3 separate regions of the Mus musculus genome follow, and all the other regions are linked to region 3. The links are chromatin contacts, called in public Hi-C and Micro-C maps. All regions are on one chromosome and are shown on one strand. The core of a region is the stretch at or near the end of the contact, and the rest is flanking DNA. Distances in the headings are between cores, read along the strand shown. Region 1 has its middle 31 kb from the start of Cxcl12. Region 2 has its middle 93 kb from the start of Gm9946. Region 3 has its middle 57 kb from the start of 6820426E19Rik.

Region 1 (3,462 bases), core at 236-2,735, 240 kb after region 3:
GATGAATACATTTCAGGGCCTAAGTAGGTGCTGTCACAGATTAGATACAAGAGGTTCTGGCTCTGAGAGGACCAAAGTCAGTCACTCCACTCTGCAGACCAGCAGGGGAAATTCCATGCTCCAGTAATAAAAACATGGCGGCCTAGAACCTCCTGATAGAGAAACATGGGAAGTCAGTATGCAGAGAAGAGAGGCATGGCCCTGGGATTCCAGAGAGCTGAAGGTAAGAGATGGGGTCTCCATGTAAGTTCTGGAGCCCGGCAGCTTGCCCAAGCCACAGCTGGCCAGTTTCAGCTGAGCCTCCGGGGAAGAGAAGGGCTGTCTAAACAGGAAGTTCACCACCCAGACGCTGATGTGTCTTTGATAAGTGCTAAGCCCTTCTGGGCCTCTTTCCCCCAAACATTCCGCCATGGCTCTGGGGTATGAAAATGAGTTCTGCATCTTCTCTACCCAATCACCATGCACTAGAGGAAAAGACAGGGAGAGGCAAGAAACAAAGGATAGAAACATCAGGAAGAAAAGTGAACTTGAGAGAGAAACGGGAAGGCAGGGTGCACTACAGAGACGAGGTAAAGAGGAGCTGGGATGGGTGTGTAGCTTCTCCAGTGTGAGCTACACACACACACACACACACACACACACACACACACACATGCACGCAAAACCTAGTGGCACCTTGGAGGGACAACCTTAATACCTCAGGCATCCCCTTCTGTCAGCTCTCTACCTACAAAGAATCCAGTCAGAAGTCCATCCTTGTACAAGTGTATGGTAAGGGACCCCTCACTGTGGGGAGCCATTGCTTCATCTCTCAGGAAGCAGCAGGTGCTTTTTGCATTCACAGCAGTCACCCTACTGCTCTGCTCCTGGACACAGAGAACCAGCTAGAACTTCTGTCACACAGAAGCAGCTGCACATGATATCATTTGCGGTGAGCTATGTGACATTGAGAGAGTCTTTCTCTGCCCTGAGCCTTAGCTCCTTTATCCTTAAGACAGGGAGAATGAAAAGATTAGCTCAAGAAGTTTCACAACTGCCTGTGTTCCAGCTCCAGGGGATCTAACACTCCTCCGGCCTCGGCTGACACCTTCATACACACACAGACACACACAGACACACACAGACACAGAGACACACACAGGTACAGAAATACAGAGACAAACACAGAGAGAGAGAGACATACACACAGAGACAGACACATCCGCATGCACACAGACACGAGAGAGAGAGAGAGAGGGGGGGGGGGGAGGAGAGAGAGAGAGAGAACGAGAACAAGGTATCTGGGTATCTGTCAAGGGGACACTGCAGACCAAAGAACCTGTCTGAAGGTACCTCTTCCATCTCATGTAATACTCCCTGAGAGCAGGTGAGCAAATCAAAGGACCAGAGGACCCAAGACAAAATGCACAGAAGAGAGGCCTGGCTAACTATTCCCCATGTCAGGAGGCCAGCCAGTAGGTTTTCTGGCTTAACGTGTGGACGGGAAGGAAGTTGCATAATCCCCTCTGAGGATGAGACTGTGAAGAGATAGAGACAAAGGCTACAGCTGTGTACAGCTAAGCCCAAGGCTGACTGATTCTGGGATCTTGTCACTCCTGGGTCAGATTACAAGTCATCAAAGCAAGAGAACAATATTTTTCCACACTCTGGACAAAGAGAATCATCTCAGATACTGACAATTGCTTCTCTCTGAAAAATGCAGATAAAGAGTTGCCAAGGCTGCTTGAACACTAAATCTGAAAAAATTTCCAGTGGATCTGGTGACTAAGGTAGCTATTAAGTGATTACTGAACAAAGGCTACCTCATAGCCTGCATGGGGATGGAGCAGAGACAAGAACTTTCAAGCTCCTCAGATTGGTACTCAGTGTGAACTTATGAATTATTTCTAGAAGTTTCCATGTAATATTTGAAAGCTTGATTGAAGGTCTGAAATAACATAGTAAACAAAACCCAAAACCAGAGGGCTTACTCTTCTGAAGGCGCAGCCAAGATCCACATCAATACCCCAGATGTTGAACGTCCCTTCCGATCTCAGTCTCTCTCTTTGCCTCTGGACCTCAGGACCACCACCAGCACAAAGCCCTACACCTTTCAACAAGATCAAATGTCCAGGTCTCCCTTACCTTAAAGCTCTTACGATTTAACACTGTCTCCTGGAACCCATTAGGAACGTGTGTTGTTGAGGTCCCACCCTCACCTGCTGAATCAGAGACTTTGAGATGCGAATAAATCATGTTAAGAGGCCATTGGAGACCTTCTGATTCTCCCTCAAGCCTGGGTGCTATTGCCCTACAGCAAGGATTTACGGATAACCTGAGCACTGAGGTTCCCCACAGAGCTTGTGAAGTACTATACTCAAGCCCCCATTGTGAGGCTGATTTTCACAGTCACAGGTGAAATCCATGTGCTAAAGGCTTCATACCCACCCAGGGTGGTACTTTTGGAAGGTGGAAACTTTGGGAGCTAGGACTTGATGGGTGGGCCTTGGGTCATTAGAGGAGTGGCCTTGAAGCAGACTTGGGGCCCCCAGTGTTCCTTCCTTTGCTCTTTTTCTACATTTAGCAATCGTAGGGTGGAACCTTAAAAACTGCATATAAGGACTGAAGACTGTCTCAGTCGTAAAGAGGACTTCCTGCACTTCCAGAAGACCCAGGTTCAATTCCCAGCAGCCACGTGGTAGCTCACAACTGTCTGTAACTCAGTTCCAGGGCATTCAATAGATACTAGTACAGATAAAACACCAATGCACATAAAATAAAAATAAGTCATTAAAATTTTTAAACGAAAAAAGAGAATTAAAATAAATCTTTCTTCTCACATGCCTTCCAATATTGTGTTGTAGGATAGAAATCTGACGACATACAGGGCCTGCATTCACTATCCCAGTAGGGCACCCCAGTGCGGAGGGCTGGCCTAGCCATCTTGGGAGAGAGCGGATATCCATGAGGACTATTTCTATCTCAGTTTGATTTACTGCCCTTTGTAAGGTTCCCCTCTTTCCTTCAGATACACGCCGCACAGAGCTAAAGGACTACCCTCTTCTCTGTGTGTTTCTTGGTAAGTGCCAGACAAAAGACTCATGAACAAAGCCTTTGACCAGACGTTTTAATATACGCCTTGTTAAAATGGTATAGTCCATTTTGTAAAGATTTAATTCTTATGTATGTGAGTACTCTATTTGCAGGTACACCTACATGCCAGGAGAGGACATCAGATCACATTATCGATAGTTGTGAGCCACCACGTAGCTGCTGGGAATTGAACTCAGGACCTCTAGAAGAGCAGCCAGTGCCCTCAACTGCTGAGCCGTCTCTCTAGCCCCAATATATTCCATTTTATTCAGGGATATGGTGTGTTATTTGGGAGGTTATGGTATATTATATTTAACTGCTTAGAATGTATTACTTGTATTAAATGCTGTGGATGTTATGGTTTGCGCCAATACAACAGTTTCCTTGCAA
Region 2 (3,860 bases), core at 402-2,901, 220 kb before region 3:
CCTATGACTGGTAAAAATCCATCAGTTTGGACTAAAATCCCTGGTTTGAAGCTCCGAGTGCCTTAGAAATGCTGGAAGAGGTAGATTTTTGAATAGCAAAGAGAGAGCAGGTCTGGAGCCAGCCTGCTCATGTTCAAACTACTGCTTCACTTCTTAGCAGTGTGTGAGCCGGGCTGGTTACTCAACCTCTCTGTGCTTCAGCGCTCTCCTGCAGAGGAATGACTTACTGGTATTTATTTCCTAGTTGTTTCAATGATCCTAAGTGGGTCTAAAGACCATTGTATTCCTGTTAGCTTTTACTTTTTTTTGCTGTCAAATTTAAATGGTTCAGAGTTTGCTAAAAGCAAGATAACAAAGCTTAGAGGAGGTTGTAAAAAAAAGCAACTGAGTCATAAACATAGGCAAAAGCTTGCACATAAAGTTAAACGCGACATGCCAGGCTAGCAGAATGAGGAGAACTTCTGGCAGAAGTGTGACTTTCCATTGTAAAGACTGGGGTTATTAAGTCCGCGTGTGATTTTTGGCATCTTTTCACTCTTCTGGAGGATATTTTTAATAGCTTTGTTTCCTTCTGACTACCCTAATATGACTTCACAACGCTATTTGGGGAAATTAAGGGTCCTAAAGCGGGACACTGAACACACAGTCGCAGACTATTCTAACAGCGTCACCAGTGCGCATGCGAAGCTGTTCCTGGCGTGCCGTCGCCATACGTACGAGCTGTGGCATTTTCTGAGGGAGTGACAGGGGAAAGTCAGGCCCTGGATAATATTACATACCACATGACCCTGTGTATTTTCTTTCTGTAATTTTATTTGCTACCTGTCTTTCATTATAAAATGTTTTAGCAAAGATTGGAAAGAATTTAGGAGATTAGGAAGGCGTATCTGGTAAAGCCTTCAAGTAGGTCTGCTGCAGCACAGATTGTTGTTTTTGTGGTTTATTTAAAAGGTTGGGTGTAGCATTATGCTCTAAATATGGTTTTCTCAGACTGTGGAAGAATTAAGGTTAACATGGGGGATTGAAAATTCACTTCATTCAAAAAAAGTTGACTGTACTCACTTGCTTTCAATGAAAATGAAGTCAAATGAATCACACACACACACACACACACACACACACACACACACACACACAAATATTTCTAAATATCAAGGTAGTTGGTCTTTGGAATGCAAATGCGTACTTTTAGGATTGGATTGAATTGCCTTAGTCATGCTTAGAATAGAGTCAACATTCCCTTGTGGATCTAGAGACCCACAGGGAAGTAATTTTATATACTTTTTATTTATTTGTTCCTTCGTTAATTTTCTCACGTATTTATTGAGGTACTGGGACCCAGCATCTCTAGCACGCTAGGTGCACCCCACCACTTGGTCAGTATTGCTCAACTGCAAGTTGTGAAGGTTGAAGTTGCTTGTGTTCCTTTTTGAAAAAGACATTTTAATTTGCTTGGGTTTGTCACAGCTGGCTCGCCCCTTATCAAAAACAATCCCGTAGAACATTGTTCTGTGGCTGCTTTTCCTGCCCCCAAATGCCGACTTCAATTATTGGGCAACTCTATTCCATCCTGCCAAGTTAGGACAAGGCAGTGCCTGGGGAGAGCGAAAGCAGTGTCCTGGACTTCGCCTGGGACGGGATCCAGGAGGCTTATGGGAAGAAGTTTGTTTGGAAATGGACCTCATGGCCCACTGTGATTTCATAACTCCGAGGGCCAAGCCCCATGTGGTTCAAGCCCTGAGTGAGCTGCGGTCAAACGAACACAGTCAGCTACTAACAGTTATTTCAAACAGAAAGTGGAAACTGTCCTTTAATGTCCCTCTTTGTCCTTGACTGCTCTGAGGTTGGTTCTCTGTGTTGAACCCTTTTTAGCCCCGCTCTACTCTATTTCCCCAACCCAAAGGAGCCTCCTTCGGGTCCAGAGTCGTAGTGGTTTATCCCAGCTTCTAAACAGTGTTACGGGGCTGTGGAGATGGACCAGTGCTTAAGAGCGCACACTGCGTTTACTGAGGACCTCGGTTCAGTTCTCAGCAGGTCACAGCGTGACTCCAGCTCCAGGGATTGAACCCGCTTCTGGCCTATGTGCTTTTACACGTACATACACACACATACATCACACACAGACACACACACACACACACACAGACACACACACACAGACACACAGACACACACACACACACACAGAGAGAGAGAGAGAGAGAGAGAGAGAATCAAAAATAAAATAAATCTTAAAGAAAGAGAGAGAAATTCTTAGCTTGCAGGCCTATAATTCTAGCATTGGGGAGGGTAGGCTAGGCTACACAAAGCTCTGTTTCACTCCCTCCACCCGCCAAATGAACAGAACAAAATGAAACTCTAGGCTAGGGGGCTAAGCCTGCACTGGAGGAAGCAGAGCTGTTCCTGAACAGGTAGAAGGAAGGGCTGGGCTGGTGTTTAGCAGTCTTTCCCACATGCTGGTTTGGATGACTCTCAAGACCTCTCTATTTCCCCTTAGGTGGAGCTTGCTATAATCACAGAGAGCCCTTTCCAGCCTGCCCAGAGGAGGCTGGGCTCTCCCTTCCCAGAGGTTTCCTAATGGGAGCCAGCAAGCAGTGGTGTTTTTAAGAGTACTCACTCGCCACCTCCTGCCACTCCCGTGTTTCCTTTACCCATCAGATTCTTTTCAGTGCTATTTGCAGATGAAGGTTCTAGATAACGTAGAAGGAATTCCCCAGTTGCACTTGAATAGCTGTGGGCAGTGTGTAGTTGCTCAGGGAGCTCACTGACTTTGCAAGGAGGAAAGAAGACAAAGGCACAGCCAGTTTTCCTGTGGATAAATCAAAACAAGGACAGTTTGAGAGCCAAGGAGGGAGAAACATCATTTCAACCTCTGGCTCCTTTGTCCTCCTTGGCTCTCTGGCATTGGCTTCATAGTGCAGTTAGGGCTGAGACACAGGAGGTATGGAGACTCCTGTCATGTTGTTGTTCCCTTCAACCAGGGGAAAGGCTGGCTCCAGCCAGTGGAAGAACAGATGCACTCTGCTGAGAAATTCATACGTTTGTTTTAACCCTTCCGTTAAAGATGTGTGAGAGATGTTCACAGCTCATGGTGGGCAGCTCCAGCATGCTGCCTTCCCAAGTGGATCGGACGGGATTGGCATTTTGTACTGGACCCTTCCCCAGGGTTTATGTCACTTACTGTCACTTACTGCTGTCCTGCCAGGTGACTCATCCTACCACCCGTGCTTCTTGGATGAACAATCAGGTACAGAGTAAGATTTTGTCCAGAGTGACATGGTTGGGAGTCGGGACTCAAACCCAGGAGTCTAGACTTCCCGCCCTCAGCTCTATCACTGTATGACCAGGGTTGATCCCATACTGAGCTACATGAAGGTGCACTGGTCACTGACACCATTGTTAAGTGTATTTATGTCACCATGGCCTTGTAATTAAGAGACTGATTTGGTACCATCAAATGTGTCTCCTTGGTCCTCTTTGGCTTTGATGTGTTCATTGTAATTCCAATAAAAATCTGGTGGCTCTGGGGCCTCACCATGAGGCTTGAGGGTTTTAGGTTCTGTGTGTCTGTTTTACTGTTGTGAACAGTATGGGGGTACGGGGGAATAGGGGAGGTGGACCCAGGCCACAGATGAGCCTTTCTCTAAGGTGGTTGGGTGTGTTTTCTTGTAAACTACACCTGCAAAATAGTAAGATTGAATAATCTAAAAATTCACAATAATACAGCTTTACAATCTCACCAGTAATATTCTTGCCACAAGAGAATTATGTTGATTTGATAAAATGAGATAAATATGACCCATGCTTGGTCTTTTGTTTTCTTTTGTCCTTTTCTTTCTTTCTTTTTTTCTTTGTTTGCC
Region 3 (3,672 bases), core at 759-3,258:
GACACAAGACAAAGAAATTAAGATCTCCCATGCTCATGGATCGGTAGGGTTAATTTTGTAAAAATGGCTGTCCTAATAAAAGAAATCTACAGATTCAATGCAGTCCTTATGAAAATTTCAATGCATTTCTTCACAGAAACTGAAAACAAAAATCTTAAGTTTCATTTGGAAATACCAGAGACCCATTATAGCTGAAACAATCCACAACAACAACAGCAACAACAACAACAGCAACAACAAGAACAACTGTTGGGAGATGTCACCATCCCAGATCAAGCTGTACTACAGAGTCACAGTATTTTTATAAAGGCATAAACATAGGCTCATTGGTCAAGGAAATAGAATTGACTCATATATAAACTTTTGTAACCAGCTATAAGCTTTTCAATTTATCGTGATTTTTGAACCTTAGATAATGTATATGTAAAATAGGTATCATGTACTTTATGCCTGGAATTTAATGACTATCAGGTTGGAGCACACAGGACCCTCTATCCTGTTAGTTGTACTGAACTATGGCTTGAGGGTATAGAGCTGTTGTCTACCATCACAGAGAGCCTCTGACACCTGAAGATACACGCTCTAAACTCTCTGTTTATTCTGCAAAAAGATGGGGCTGGTCTGGCTTAGAAACAGCTAAAATGCCTAACAGTTCTGAGCTCCAGTATCCTTTGGAGTAAAACACAGGGCCATCTTCAGTATTATGAGTCTGTCCAGTTCAATGCCCTGCAGGTCCAAGTTCACAGACCTCATGTGGCAACATACTTATGCCATTTGGGGCCGACGTAGGGATATACATTGATTATATTTGAAAACCTAAGAAAACTGATATGCGGAGGTGGTAAGACATTATCTGTCAGGTTATACAACCTACCATCTGTTTACCCCATTCTTGCTCTCATGGCCCATGGCAGGCAAGCCTCTAACTACCTGGAATTCTAGTCCTAGCAATAAGCTGATCTCCCAATATGCTGTCCTTAAGCTTGTTAGATCCATAAAAATACAGGACAAAGCCCAAGTCAGTTTATGAGGATTTTGGAAAATCAAGTCATTCTGTACCCCATACGCTGATAGTCCCATAGTGCTCACCCACATGGCACTGCTCCTATAGAGCCTCTCCTGGCAGCCCCACCTTGGCTCTTAGTCTCATCCTCTGGGCCTATCAATGCTCAGATCCAGCTCTACACACCCCAGGATCACCCTGGAACACCACTGGGCCTTTATGCAAATGTGTGCTATTCAAAACATGGCATGGATGAGTTTGGCCCTGCCTTGAAGACTATGTTGTCCAGGAGAACATGAGGCACATGTTACACATCATGGCTGAGTTTGCCTGACCTCCCAAGGAGGACTTAGCATCAGGAAACCCCAGCTTGTTGGAGCCTGTGGGTCCCTTCATGCAACACCTTATCCATCCACGGCTATCATCAAAGTACTCACAGTCTTCATGTTCTCACCACTGCACATAGGCTTAGGGTTTGCTCACCCAGTCAGGAGAGGGAAGTGGATATAGCATCCCCACCCTTCCCAACTCCTGTCTCATGATGCACTGAGTAAGAAGCAGAAGAAGCAGAAGCAGAGACAAAGCCCCAGCCTCCAGGTCTCGGTTTCTTCCCAGAGTTCCTTGCTGCTCCTAGCTATGGCTTTCTCCCAGGGCCCAGGATCACTTCTGCAGAGGACAGCCCAGTTGCTTTGGTGCTCATTTGGCAAGTCTTCTGACAAAACTGGGGCCTGCTTTTTGGGCCTCCTGGCCAGGTCCTATTTTGAATCCTTGTTCCGGGTGAGGGAGTGGGTGCCTGCGCCTGTCCTGTTGACTGTGATGGCTCCGACTTGGGGCCTGCGTGGCTGTTGGCTTCCATTGTCCTCTCTCCAAGGGAGCCAATGATGCTATCACAGGCCCATTGTGTGCTGGGCGGGCTGCCAGGCGCCTGCTCCACACAGGGCTGTGCCACATCCCCACTTTCCTGGAATTCAAGGAGTAAGAGTCACACCAGCTCCTGATTCACTCCCCAGTTATTTCCAGCTTCGTTTTTTGGGCTCCCCCTATAGCAGTGTTTTCTCAGGAGCAAACTCTGGTGCAATGAAACTACAGAAAGTCCACATGCTGTACACGGGGTGTTTATCAAGAAAACAATTGTAGAAAAAGACTCTGCAACTTTGCCTAATAAAATTCCAGTGTGGGAAGGAGATGGGACTGACCACAACGAGGGTCAGGTTTCCTCAGAAATGCTGACTGACTGCATAAGGCCAAGGGTGATGCGTCCCTAGACACAGGCAATAGGTCATTACATGTCCTGTTGTTCACATAGCACTTTGCTAAGAACTGGAGAGACCTTTAAACTTCCCCTTAGGTAATGTATGAAGTACACCTTTAACTAGACTCATCTCTCTAGGAAAAAATATTTTAAAGCAACAGCCTAAATTTTGGTGGTGGACATTTTGGGGGTTGTAATTTTAGCTCCATTAAAATTGTAGGTTTAGTTAAGGGGAGTAGGGAGGCCCAGCCTGGTCAGTGGAGAGGGATTTGCATTGACTGACAGGTCCACCCTTCCAGATCACTCCTGGGTGGCTTCCCAGTGGACCCTAAGGCTAGCTTCCCCTCTTGAGAAGTGTCACATTTAAGAGAGGTTTTTTTCTTGCCTCTGTCCCCCAAGTTCTTAGTCCTCTCCTACGTCTTGGTAACTTAAACCCAAGGTGGATGATCAGGCCCTTGGAGCAGGCTCACCTCCTTGAGAGGGAGTGATGGGGATGAGGCAGACCTGTGGCCAAGCTAGGCTGGACCATCAACACCCTGCTTTGAAAACTGCGATGCCTGGAGATCCAAGGGTGGCTAGACAGATCATAGGAAGTCCAGAGATGTTGGAGTTGAACGATCCTTCCTCCCTTGGCTTGCCTATGGTGTTCAGCCCTTTGTAATGTTATTCTTCACAAACAGCTCAGGGGCATGTCACAGTGATCATGAGTGTGTCAGGGAGGTTTCACCACCTCAGCACATAAAAAATCCAAGGGCTTCCTGAATCAGAAAAGTGGGGAGCAAGGACATATGCATGGATATGAGGATACTTGCTTGAGCACCCCAGGGCCACCCCATCTTCAGCTATTCCTAATCCATACCTGTTCTACTTGCAGTCACTCCGTCTTCAGGCACACCCCTCTTGAAGCTATCCTCTACTTATAACCATCCCTCCACCTGCACCCATCCTCCCCTTTAGTGTTCCTCACTTGTACCCATTCCCCTACCTGCACCCATCCCCCTACCTGCACCTGTCCCTCATCCTCTACTTCCAATCATCATTACTTGCAGCCGGCTCTATCTGGGCCCACTTGGCTGGATGAACAATAGAGGGACTTCAGAAGAAGACACATTTCTTCTGCAAACTTCTATCCTGTGGCTTTAACAACTAGAAGAGCACAGGAACTTGTTTTAGAGGCATGTCCAGATGCTGATGTGTGACTCTCAGGCCCTGGGGCTCCACACTATCTGAATAACCACTTTCCTTATCCAAGGGGATGGAGAGCATGAACCTAGACCATTCATAGTCTCTAAGTGGTCCACTAGCTGACCCACCCCTAATGGTTTCCTTTAAAGCAGATTGGCCTTCTAACATTCAAGGGGGAAATAGTTACTTCTCTAAGCTTTCATTTTCAATAGTTCTGTAGTAAAAATCCCAC

The links. Hi-C and Micro-C count contacts between places; a contact is called where the count stands out from the background.
Region 1: a contact with region 3 is called in a Micro-C map of muscle stem cells, with 4 times the contacts expected there. The contact joins two enhancer-like sites. A contact is called at or near these places in 1 of 39 promoter capture datasets (the C10 cell line), 1 of 15 datasets of contacts at CTCF or cohesin (the NIH/3T3 cell line) and 1 of 484 Hi-C or Micro-C datasets (muscle stem cells).
Region 2: a Hi-C map of 3T3-L1-derived adipocytes shows a contact between it and region 3, with 3 times the contacts expected there. The contact joins two enhancer-like sites. A contact is called at or near these places in 6 of 484 Hi-C or Micro-C datasets (3T3-L1-derived adipocytes, the C2C12 cell line, cerebral cortex and 3 more) and 5 of 115 datasets of contacts at active chromatin or transcription factors (the NIH/3T3 cell line, cardiomyocytes, fibro-adipogenic progenitors and 2 more).

What each region holds. Positions count from the first base shown.
Region 1 is chr6:117,197,979-117,201,440 of GRCm38.p6, reverse strand. No RefSeq gene overlaps it. Among named protein-coding and RNA genes, the nearest start is that of Cxcl12, 31 kb to the right of the region's middle. Within about 2 kb of position 1,485, at least 9 of the 459 cell types and tissues checked have an H3K27ac peak or open chromatin away from gene starts, as enhancers often do. A contact at or near this core is called in muscle stem cells, where this site is marked.
Region 2 is chr6:117,650,907-117,654,766 of GRCm38.p6, reverse strand. No RefSeq gene overlaps it. Among named protein-coding and RNA genes, the nearest start is that of Gm9946, 93 kb to the right of the region's middle. Within about 2 kb of position 1,651, at least 56 of the 459 cell types and tissues checked have an H3K27ac peak or open chromatin away from gene starts, as enhancers often do. A contact at or near this core is called in 3T3-L1-derived adipocytes, where this site is marked.
Region 3 is chr6:117,436,192-117,439,863 of GRCm38.p6, reverse strand. No RefSeq gene overlaps it. Among named protein-coding and RNA genes, the nearest start is that of 6820426E19Rik, 57 kb to the left of the region's middle. Within about 2 kb of position 2,008, at least 77 of the 459 cell types and tissues checked have an H3K27ac peak or open chromatin away from gene starts, as enhancers often do. A contact at or near this core is called in 3T3-L1-derived adipocytes and muscle stem cells, where this site is marked.